2 separate regions of the Sus scrofa genome follow, and region 1 is linked to region 2. Evidence: chromatin contacts called from public Hi-C data. All regions are on one chromosome and are shown on one strand. The core of a region is the stretch at or near the end of the contact, and the rest is flanking DNA. Distances in the headings are between cores, read along the strand shown.

The links. A called contact is a pair of places that touch in the nucleus more often than the background predicts.
Region 1: a Hi-C map of retroperitoneal adipose tissue shows a contact between it and region 2, with 1.8 times the contacts expected there. The contact joins two enhancer-like sites. A contact is called at or near these places in 2 of 47 Hi-C or Micro-C datasets (retroperitoneal adipose tissue and subcutaneous adipose tissue) and 2 of 2 datasets of contacts at active chromatin or transcription factors (alveolar macrophages and skeletal muscle).

What each region holds. Positions count from the first base shown.
Region 1 is chr13:68,278,449-68,283,429 of Sscrofa11.1, forward strand. No RefSeq gene overlaps it. Among named protein-coding and RNA genes, the nearest start is that of PPARG, 83 kb to the right of the region's middle. Within about 2 kb of position 2,328, at least 1 of the 83 cell types and tissues checked has an H3K27ac peak or open chromatin away from gene starts, as enhancers often do. A contact at or near this core is called in retroperitoneal adipose tissue, where this site is marked.
Region 2 is chr13:68,206,870-68,212,105 of Sscrofa11.1, forward strand. The region is part of intron 11 of SYN2 (synapsin-2); the gene reads left to right. Among named protein-coding and RNA genes, the nearest start is that of TIMP4, 18 kb to the left of the region's middle. Within about 2 kb of position 1,947, at least 16 of the 83 cell types and tissues checked have an H3K27ac peak or open chromatin away from gene starts, as enhancers often do. A contact at or near this core is called in retroperitoneal adipose tissue, where this site is marked.

The DNA.
Region 1 (4,981 bases), core at 1,078-3,577, 72 kb after region 2:
AAACTCTCTGGCCTTCCTCCCCAAATCGATAACCCTCGTCTAAACCCCAGAAAAACATCAAACAAATCCCAGTTGAGGGACATTCCACAGAATACCTGACCAGGACTCCTCAAAACTGTCAAGGTCATCAAAAACAAGCAAAGTCTGAGAACAGTCACAGCCAAGAGGAACCAGAGGAGGCATTACAACTAAATGTAAGACAATGTACTGATGGGATCCTGGAACAAAAAAAAGGGACATTAGGTAAAAACTAAGAGGTTATGAATAAAGCATGGACTTAAATAGTTATATATATCAATATTAGTCCATTCGTTGTGTCAGAGGTACCATGCTAACGTATAATGTTAATATCAGAGGAAATGGAAGGTTACCTAACTTCCCCTAGCCTCAGTTTCCTCTTCTCTAAAGTGAGGCTAATCATAGTTTTCACCTTATGGGTTTGGGGGATTTAAATGATTTAAGCCTTTTTTCCACCGTCTTTTAAAAAAGTTTTGTTGAAGTATGATTGATTTACAATGTTGTGATCATTGATTTAAGCCATTTTGTATGTAATGTTTCAACAGCGCCTGACAAATAGGAAGTGGTCAATAAATGTTAGCTATTACGATTAGTGTAGTTATACTTTCTTTCAGGTATTTTATTTTATTGTTGTATTTTCATTAAAGTATAGTTGATTTTACAGTGTTGTACCAATTTCTGCTGTACGGCAAGGTGACCCAGTCAGATATTTTATTTTTAAATGAGAGATTAAGAAAAAAATCTATCTAGTGCAACTTATAAGGCTGACTTTTATAAGGGGCTCAGAAATGCTGCCCTTTTACAATGTTTATCAAATAAATGCATGCCTGTTTCAGAGGGAGGTGATCAAAAACTGAATATGTAGGTACATTTTTGTCCTTAAACCATATACATTTTAGATGGAATTGGAAGGAAGAAAATACACACATCTTTTTTCTGGGGGGGGAGGGGAATATAAAGTCAAGACCTTGTTTTGAATTCAGCATTAGTGGGGGACAGATAAATGAGAAATGTACTGTTCACTCCCATAGAACCTCATGCTGGAAGAAGTAAATAGAAAGATGAATTAATTTTAATTATAATGTTTTCACTGTCACATATCTTTATTCAAAGGGAAGGCCATCCAGAGGAGCAGTAAAATCTCAGTGGGACATTGCACCAAGGAACTCTAAATATAGACGCAGCAAGGAACTCCAAATACAATTAATTCTCAAATTAAAAACACCCAGCTTACAAATATTACATACATACATAAAAGGTCAATTATAAAATACTGAATGCCCAGTTAAATTTCTGATAAACAACAAATACTTTTTTAGTATGTATCTATCTCAAATATTGCACAGGACATAACTTAAATGAAACGATTATTTGCTGTTTATCTGAAATTTAACTGGTATCTTGTATTTTTATTTGCTACCTCTGGTCCCCCTCCCCAAGGGAGACCAAGCAATGAAAACATTGCTTTTCAATGTTTACGATAGTTTCTTTCTAAAATTATCCTAATAAATTTAGAAAAACTTAACAGGACCCCCTCTGAATAGCTCACATATTTCCTAAGTGATAATGCTGTAAGCGGTAGTAAGAATGATTTCTTTCTATCAAAGATCACTGACACATGGAAACAAAAACTAACAACAATTATACCTTTGAAAAATTTAAATTTATCAAATCACCAGCTTCTCATCTTAATTCAAGAAAGAGGAGTTCCTGTCGTGGCACAGTGGTTAACGAATCCGACTAGGAACCATGAGGTTGCGGGTTCGGTCCCTGCCCTTGCTCAGTGGGAACGGTCCCTGCCCTTGCTCAGTGGGTTAACGATCCGGCGTTGCTGTGAGCTGTGGTGTAGGTTGCAGACGCGGCTCGGATCCCGCGTTTCTGTGGCTCTGGCGTAGGCCGGTGGCCACAGCTCCGATTCAACCCCTAGCCTGGGAATCTCCATATGCCGCGGGAGCGGCCCAAGAAATAGCAACAACAACAAAAGACAAAAGACAAAAAAAAAAAAAAAAAGAAAGAAAGAAACTGGCTTAAACAATAATTTAGAAGTTTTTGCAAGAAAAATGGAGAAAATGTGAATGAATGAGAAGGAAACAGGGAGAAGAGCAAAAAAGGAGACAGAGGGAGGCAGGCAGATAGATAAAGACAAATGTGAAAGGCAGAGGAGGGATCGGAAAGTGGAGGGAGAAGGAAATACAGGAAGCCAGGCTCTGGGCTCTGAGATGCGAGGTAGTGGAGGCACAGCGCTGTTCAGAGGCCACTGTCTTCCTGGAATAGCCGGTAGCACAGCAGGGCTGCTTGGGTGCACTGGTCCCAACAGCCCAGTCAGCGTCTCCCTAAGGGCCAGATGCAACGAAACTGAGGGGTGGATAAGGAGGTGTCCTACCTCCCTGCTGCCAAAGAATCCTGCGCTTTCAGCTGAGATGACACTATTGTGAGGGAAGGCAGGAAGAAAGGGAGGAAGGTGGGGAAGGAGAGCAAAAAGGGAGAAGGAAGGAAGAATTCTTCCTGGCGAGGGAGAAATAGAAGGAGGGAGGAAGAAAAGATACCCAGCTTTCTCTTTAGTTCTCTGTAATGATTTCATCCACCTCAGCAAAAGAGAGACTTTGTTTTTAAATGGACAGTCTTGAGTTGACTTGGGAATTTAATCTGTCTTTGTCTTTCTCTCTGTGCCACACACCTACATACATAAACACACACACACACACACACCCTGTGATTTCACTCAACGAGGCTGACCCTGACTCATTTCAGCTTCCTTTCAGCATCCTTGAACCTGGCTCAGGTGGCAGAGGTAAGAAAGAGCTGAGTCACCAATGATAAACTATAATTCAAGTAATCCACCTATAAATCATAAAAATTTAGTTGTACATTTTTACCAGGCCCAAAGAGTCGGACTTTGAGAAAAGATCTTGAGCTGCTATAGTTTGGATCATTCAAAGAATGAAAAATGATATAATAGTATTTTGCTACTAAGGGCGACAAAATTGTTTCTTATATGAGCCCAGATTCTCTGAAGAGAAAATGCCTAATATCAAGAAGCAAGGATGGTAAGAGTAGTCTTTGGGATCGTTTAATTTAGAAAGAAGGCTGGACAATAGCCAAAAAATTTCTTGGCCTTAAAAAGACCCTGGTGACATGTTTCATTTTGATTTCTGAGATTAATTAATTATGGGAAAACTTTAGCATTTATTTAAAGAGTCACATGGGAAAAGTCATACACTAGTAGAGGGGTTTGCTCTGAGATTGAGGAGTTCCAAAATGGGATGACTGACATGCAGAAAATTACTAAGAAGCAAATAATGGCTTATGTTCTCGTTTTCCAAATTGGAAAGGAGATTATTTTTTGATACCCCTATGGAGATCATTAGAACATTTACAGAGTTTTTTTGGGAAAGAACTGAGTGTACAGTGAGAATGGGAAATGTTTCTGACCTGTCCAGTATGGTGTCTCCAGTACCTAGCACAATTCTTGGCAAACACACACACACACACACACACACACACACACATACACATATACATATATAAAACAATAAATTGCATTATCAAACTTTTAAATGGAAGAGAACAAATTTAAGAGCAGTTTCAAAATCTGACAGAAGATTTAATAAATAGGATCAATGGAAATTCCGGTAGTGGCTCAATGGAAACGAACCTGAGTAGCATCCATGAGGATGCAGGTTTGATCTCTGGCCTTGCTCAGTGGGTTAAGGATCTAGTGTTGCCATGAGCTGTGGTATAGGTCACAGATGCCGCTCAGATCTGGCGTTGCTGTGGCTGTAGCACAGGTCAGCAGCTACAGCTCTGCTCTAACTCCTAGCCTGGGAACTTCCATATGCCATTGGTGCCGCCCTAAAAAGACAAAAAAAAAAAAAAAAAAAAAAATCAATGAAGAAAGTACAGATCATTTTACTAGGTTGGAAATGGTTTTTGCAATTTAGGTTCCTTAAGAATTTGTCAAGATTATGGCAAAAAGGACTGCAAAATTTAGAGCAGTATAAGCATCAGATTTTAATGACTATAACAGTTCTATTGAACTTTAAAATGCAAAGGTGGAGATTTATTTTTGGTCTCTCTTCTAGCTATGCCTGAGAAGAGTTTCACATACCTCGTTTTCTTTTCAATTTTAATTATAAAATATAATTTTATATTTCTACTACTACTTGAGAGAGCTTTCTATCATGAAATATACTTTTTTTAATATACTTTTTTAAAAAAAGAAAAAAGTAAAATCCAAGCAGAAGATCTTATCAAGAGAGTTCGCTTTTAGCTTGTCTTCTCCTCAATCTTCTTCCTTCATTAGTCTGAGGTTTTTGGCAAAGATAATAAAAATATGACAAAGTCACATGTCCAGTCACATACTCAAACTTTTCTTTCAATTCCTCTCCTCTCTTAGAATTCTTTTACAACTTCTGATTATTTTTTAAAAGTTGTAGTAGTTCATCCTCAAGAGTTGTGGTAATAGTTTGTTCCATGTATTAATTACTTTTGTCCAAAAAAAAATATTTAGCCAACATTTCATTCTTCTTTTTTTTTTTACTACCCAATGTCCCTTGCTTCATCTGCCTGTAACTCCAGACTTTGCAGTTTTCCACACACATTGCTTCACATTTTCCTATGAAAAAGATCACTCATTTAGAATTGCCAGTCTATAAATGTTATTTTTCTTAAAAAAATTCTACTGAAGTTAAATTTATCCTCACCAAGAGCATCTGTTTAGGTAAACCAATCCTCAAATATGCAATGTTTTCTGTTGGGTACAAGTAGCAGTTTTGATGAAAATAATCAAGTAATTCTTAACGCTTAAAATGTAAATAGCTATAGTTTAATTTAAAAATCATCAAGATTTCAGTTACAGCACTGAGTTATATTCTGCAATATCTACTCTTCCTTGTAAAAACTGCCTAGCATGGTAAACCTCTGAAAAATACCTTATTACTAATAACTACTGTCTCACAAATTC
Region 2 (5,236 bases), core at 697-3,196:
CTCTCCCATCCTGTCTGCTGAAAGCCATGGGATGGCATATTAAAGGTGCCTTTGGGAGAAACCCACAAACCTTCATCCATGGGCTTGGTTTCTCTCCCAGACCAGTGATTTCCTTTCTAATCAGCTCAAGAGCTAACATTCACTGTTTTTGAAATGACTTTTCTGCATCTTCAGGGACCTTGCTGGAACAAGTCAGTGATATACAGAGGGCATGGCATAGCCTAACCCAGAATCCACACCCTCCCCTTCCCACCCTGAACTGCTGTGCACCAGGCAACAGAAACCACTCCACAATATCTTCTCCATTGATGCACAAAATCCTAACATTAAAGCTTAATTCCTTTGGATTGGTATTTATTATTATTTAAATAAAAGTAATGATGCCTGGTTTACAAAGCACAGTGATTATTTGAGCCTCACAACCTGAGATGGTTTGAGCTGGTGTTTCTATCTCTGTTTTACATATCATCAAAGAGAATGCAAATAATTTGTCCAGGGTCCCACAGCTTCTAGGAGAGCTAGATCTTTTGGTCCCCAGTTCCAGGAATGCTCTACAGTACCCTGCACTGTGCCCTTTTGATGCTTCATCAGAGTGTAAGGATGGTAAGAATGGAGAGAGCCAGCCCTTGTGACCCTGTGTGGAGGAAACACTCCCTCTCCCCCTCCTTTAAGCCCATCCTGAACCTCCCAACCTGGAGGCATGGGTAGCTTCACTAACTCTCTCCTGCTCTCCCTTCCCTGGCTTCCCTGGTCACTAACGCCCATGGTCTCAGAATGCGGGACCCAAGTCCGGTCTGCTTGGATGGGGAGCAGCAGTACACTCTCCTTGCAAGCGCCTTAAAGCCTGCACCTGCAGGATACCTCTGCTCGGGCCTGATACCCCTGGATTCTTGGTGGGCTCAAGACTCCAGCTAAGGGAATCTTGTCTCCTACCTCAGTCACATATAGGACCAAAAAGAGCATGAAGGACTTAATGGAAGCCCAGAGCCAGAAGAGCCTTAGAAGTCACCTGCCTTCAACTGCATGAGCCCCTGCATGGCATCAACTGCATGTCCAGGCCCTGCTTAAACACTAATGCCAGGAGGTTCACTATTACCCATGCCAGCCCTTGACCTTGATCAAATTTACATTTGACTAATGATCTTCTACTCAGTCCTGGGGACTTCCACAGTTACCTCATTTAATTCTTAGATAGCCCTTTTTGAGAAACTGAGACTCAGAGATTAAGTTAGTTGCCCAAAGTCACATGAGGAAAGATGTCATTTCATATTTCTCACCATCCTATCTGCTCCATGTACCTATTTTATTCCACTGGTGTCCACCTTAAAAGAAGTGCCTGAGGAGTTCCCGTCATGGCACAGCAGAAACAAAGCTGACTAGGGTCCATGAGGACACAGGCTTGATCCCTGGCCTCGCTCAGTGGGTTGAGGATCCAATGTTGCTGCAGATCTGGCATTGCTATGGCTGTGGTGTAGGCCGGCAGCTACAGCTCTGATTTGACTCCTAGCCTGGGAACCTCCATATGCCAAGGGTGTGGCCCTAAAAGAAAAAAAAAAAAAGTGCCCAGAACCGGTGTTCTGTCTCATTGCTGTCTCATGAGGCTTATCAGCCAAAGAGCAATGGACCTGTGACCTCCCCCTATTGGGACACTGATGCACCACCAGCTGCATCACATTTTTGGCGGCAGCATTACAAACTAACACTGAGCTTGTCTTTCCCGAAGCCCAGGATTGTTTGCGGGTTTTTCCTTATGCTTTTGTAAGCCCATTCATTCCTCTTTTTTGTGTGCAGCTGGGCACAAGCATTGGACCTCACATTCTTACCTGTTTGAGTCAACCCAGCTTCCTGAGGGAAATGCTGCAGCTCAGTCTGGCCCTGAGTTCCTGCTGTGGGCTGGCTACAGGCCAGACTTTGGCAGTGACGCCAGAGTGGCCAGACTTCTGTGGAATTCAGCATCCCAGGCGGCTCTTGGTGACTGGAGACAGATTCCATGGTAGCCAAACCCCACAGGGAATAGGCCCTCAGCCCCAGCAGACGGAAGGCTTGTAGGCGGGACCAGAGAGTCTCAGCCTGGCAAGGGACAGTCCTGGGGGACTCTCCTCCCGCCTCCCATAACCCCTGGGAGATCTTCCGTCCACAACTTCAGTGAAGAGTGGAGCCGGGGACAGGAGAAGCTCCCTAGGCGCCAGACAAGGGTGGCCAAGGCGCATTCCCAGGCTCCAGCCTGGAGGACAGCTTCTGGAAGCTCGTTCCTTAAAGCTTTGGAAGGGAGCTCTGGGACGTAGTTCATCCTTGGGTGTCTCATTTATTTATTTCCGAGGCTAAGGGAAGCCAGGGCGAGGCTTCATGGTATGGTTACCCCTCTCAGCTCATGCTGTGAGTTTTACCATCAGAACTTAATCTGTGGGATTTTTGGAGTTTTTCCTGGAATCATAAGCTTTCAAAGTTGGAAGAAACCATATGTTCATCTAATCTGTCTCATATTTAATAAAGGTATAGTCTCTACAGTGTCTTTATCAGGTAATTCTCTGGCCTCTGCCTGAACACACCCACCTCCTAAGACAGCCTCTTCCACTCCTTTTACTACAGGAAGTGCTTCCTGTAAGTGAAAGCCTACCTTTAGGAGCTTTTCCCTCTTGGCCCTGGTTCTGCCCTGGTGCTGTCTTGGCTCCATAATTGTCTCTGAAAATATGTCTTCTCTGGGGGGAGAACATCTTAAGTTGTTCTTGATCAGTGACTGAGGCGAGTCATAGACAGCTGTCAGTGGTACAAGGTGAGGTCCTGGGGGAGGGAGCCAGTCTAGTGGCTCCACAAACTGTATGATTTTCCTATCATTCATCTGAGTGTCCCTCTCAGGCAGTGGCATGACACTGCTGGCTTGTCAGGGAGCCCAGAGGAGGCTGTACCATCACAGCTGAATGAAGTTCCCTGAAGCCCAGGAATAGGAGCACACTGAAGGAGGTGATCCATCACGGGAATGAGACCTAAAAAACAATAAAGCTTCAGAGGAAAAGGCTTATCAGTGTCACCATTACCATCTCCTGTTGTATCTTATGTAGCACCTACTTGGGACAGGTGCTTATAGATATCTCGATAGATAATCTCACTTTTATTTTATTTTACTTTATTTTATTTTATTGCTTTTCAGGGCCACACCCGTGGCATATGGAAGCTCCCTGGCTGGGGGTCCAATTGGAGCTATAGCCGCCAGCCACAGCCACAGCAACACCAGATCCGAGCTGCGTCTGCGACCTACACCAGAGCTCATGGCAACACTGGATCCTTAACCCACTGAGCAAGGCCAGGGATTGAACCCACATCCTCATGGATCCTAGGTGGATTCATTACCGCTGAGCCATGATGGGAACTCTGATAATCTCACTTTATATCACAGAAACCTTTTGAGGAAAGGCAGGTGCAGGAGGAAAAGTAACTTGCCCAAGGTCACAAAGCTAGTAAGTGGGAGATTTAGATTTAACCCCAAAGCTCAAATTCCTCAGCCCCTCTGCTGCCTAATCTTAAAAACTTTCAGTTGGAGCCCCAATATCAGTGTGCATGTGTTTGTTTGGGGGTGGGGTTGATGCCCTGCTCAGGTAAAAAGGCAGCCCTGGTATCCTCTGTGCCCATTACCCAAACACTGTACCCTACAGACTTCTCTTCCAATTGGCAGCTGGGCCAAGAGAAAGAACTCACAACGGGAAGGACCCTTAGGCCTGAAGTGTCCCTAACTTGGCTGGGTTCTGCAGTCTTGATGGAAACAATTTCTGCTTCTTTGAGGCTTATTTTGACTTTACCTTCTGTGCCTAATATATAGGCACTTGTAGCAGGCCTCATGTTTAATTCTCTAACCCAAGGATTTTCAGAGATGCTCACCAGAGTTGACACCAAATACAATGTAGTTTAACATTTATGGTTTAACATTCTTCTCTTAAAAGATTTATACTCTACTCTGTTTTGGTTTTCATTGTTGTTATATGGTCATTTATCTAATAAGTATTTATAAAGGACCTCTTATATGCTCAGTCCGGTGCTTGATGACATTGGTAAAATGATGATAGTCTTAAATTTTCCAAAACATTCCCAATTTTAACTCTTACCTTTTTATTTTATTTTATTTTATTTTATTTTATTTTATTTTATTTTGTCTTTCTGCTATTAGCTTGGGCCGCTCCCGTGGCATATGGAGGTTCCCAGGCTAGGGGTCGAATTGGAGCTGCAGCCACCAGCCTACACCAGAGCCACAGCAATGCTGGATCCGAGCCGCATCTGCGACCTACACCACAGCTCACGGCAACGCCGGATTGTCAACCCACTGAGCAAGGGCAGGGACCGAACCCACAACCTCATGGTTCCTAGTCGGATTCATTAACCACTGCGCCACGACGGGAACTCCAACTCTTACCTTTTTCATAAAAAGTTCCCATATTGGGCCATATATCCAAATTTCTCTTTGAAAAAAATGGGCACTGGTTAGGGAATTCATGAGAAGATGAAGACACATAGTCCATGTCCTTTAGGACCTGGCAGTCTCCTTAGGCACATCATCCCAGTCTTCAAGATAACAAGACAGCACTGCAAATGCCCCCTTCAGACGTACAAGTCTAGTAAGTGCTACCATCGGATTTCAGGGAGGAGATGACAGTCGAAAGGCACAGTACGAGGAGAGATTTCATGGAAGGGGTAGAATTTGACTTAACTTCCAGGATATGTTGGAGTGGATTGGTAGACAAGGAGAAAAAGGTATTTCTGGAGAACTAGCATAAACATTGGAGTGGCCTAGACTAGAGAATACCAGTGAAGGGTCAGGCCTGGAAGGAGCAGATTTGTTTAGAACATGAAGGCAAGAGGCTAGAAGGGCCAGTCTGTCCATGCTGGAACAAGTTTCTGCTGTCAGCCTGAAGAATGTAGATGTCATCTTGTAAGCAATGGGAAGAGAACGTTGGACTGCCAGGGCTCACATGCCAGCTGCATTGGCCATCTCTGGGCAAATGACCTGTTGGGCCTCAGTGTCCTTATCTAAAACTTAGGGACATTGATAATAGTATCTACCTCATAGAACTGTTGTGAGGTTTAAGGGAAATACTGCATACAGTGGTCCACTGTGTTAGCTAGGAATTATTTAGAGCAATAAAGTGATACAATAAGAGAAGGAGTTTCAGAGGATAGGAGGTGTCCAGAAGATCAACTGGAGAGAGAATACACCAGAGAATTGGGAAACTAGTCTAATAGTCTAAAT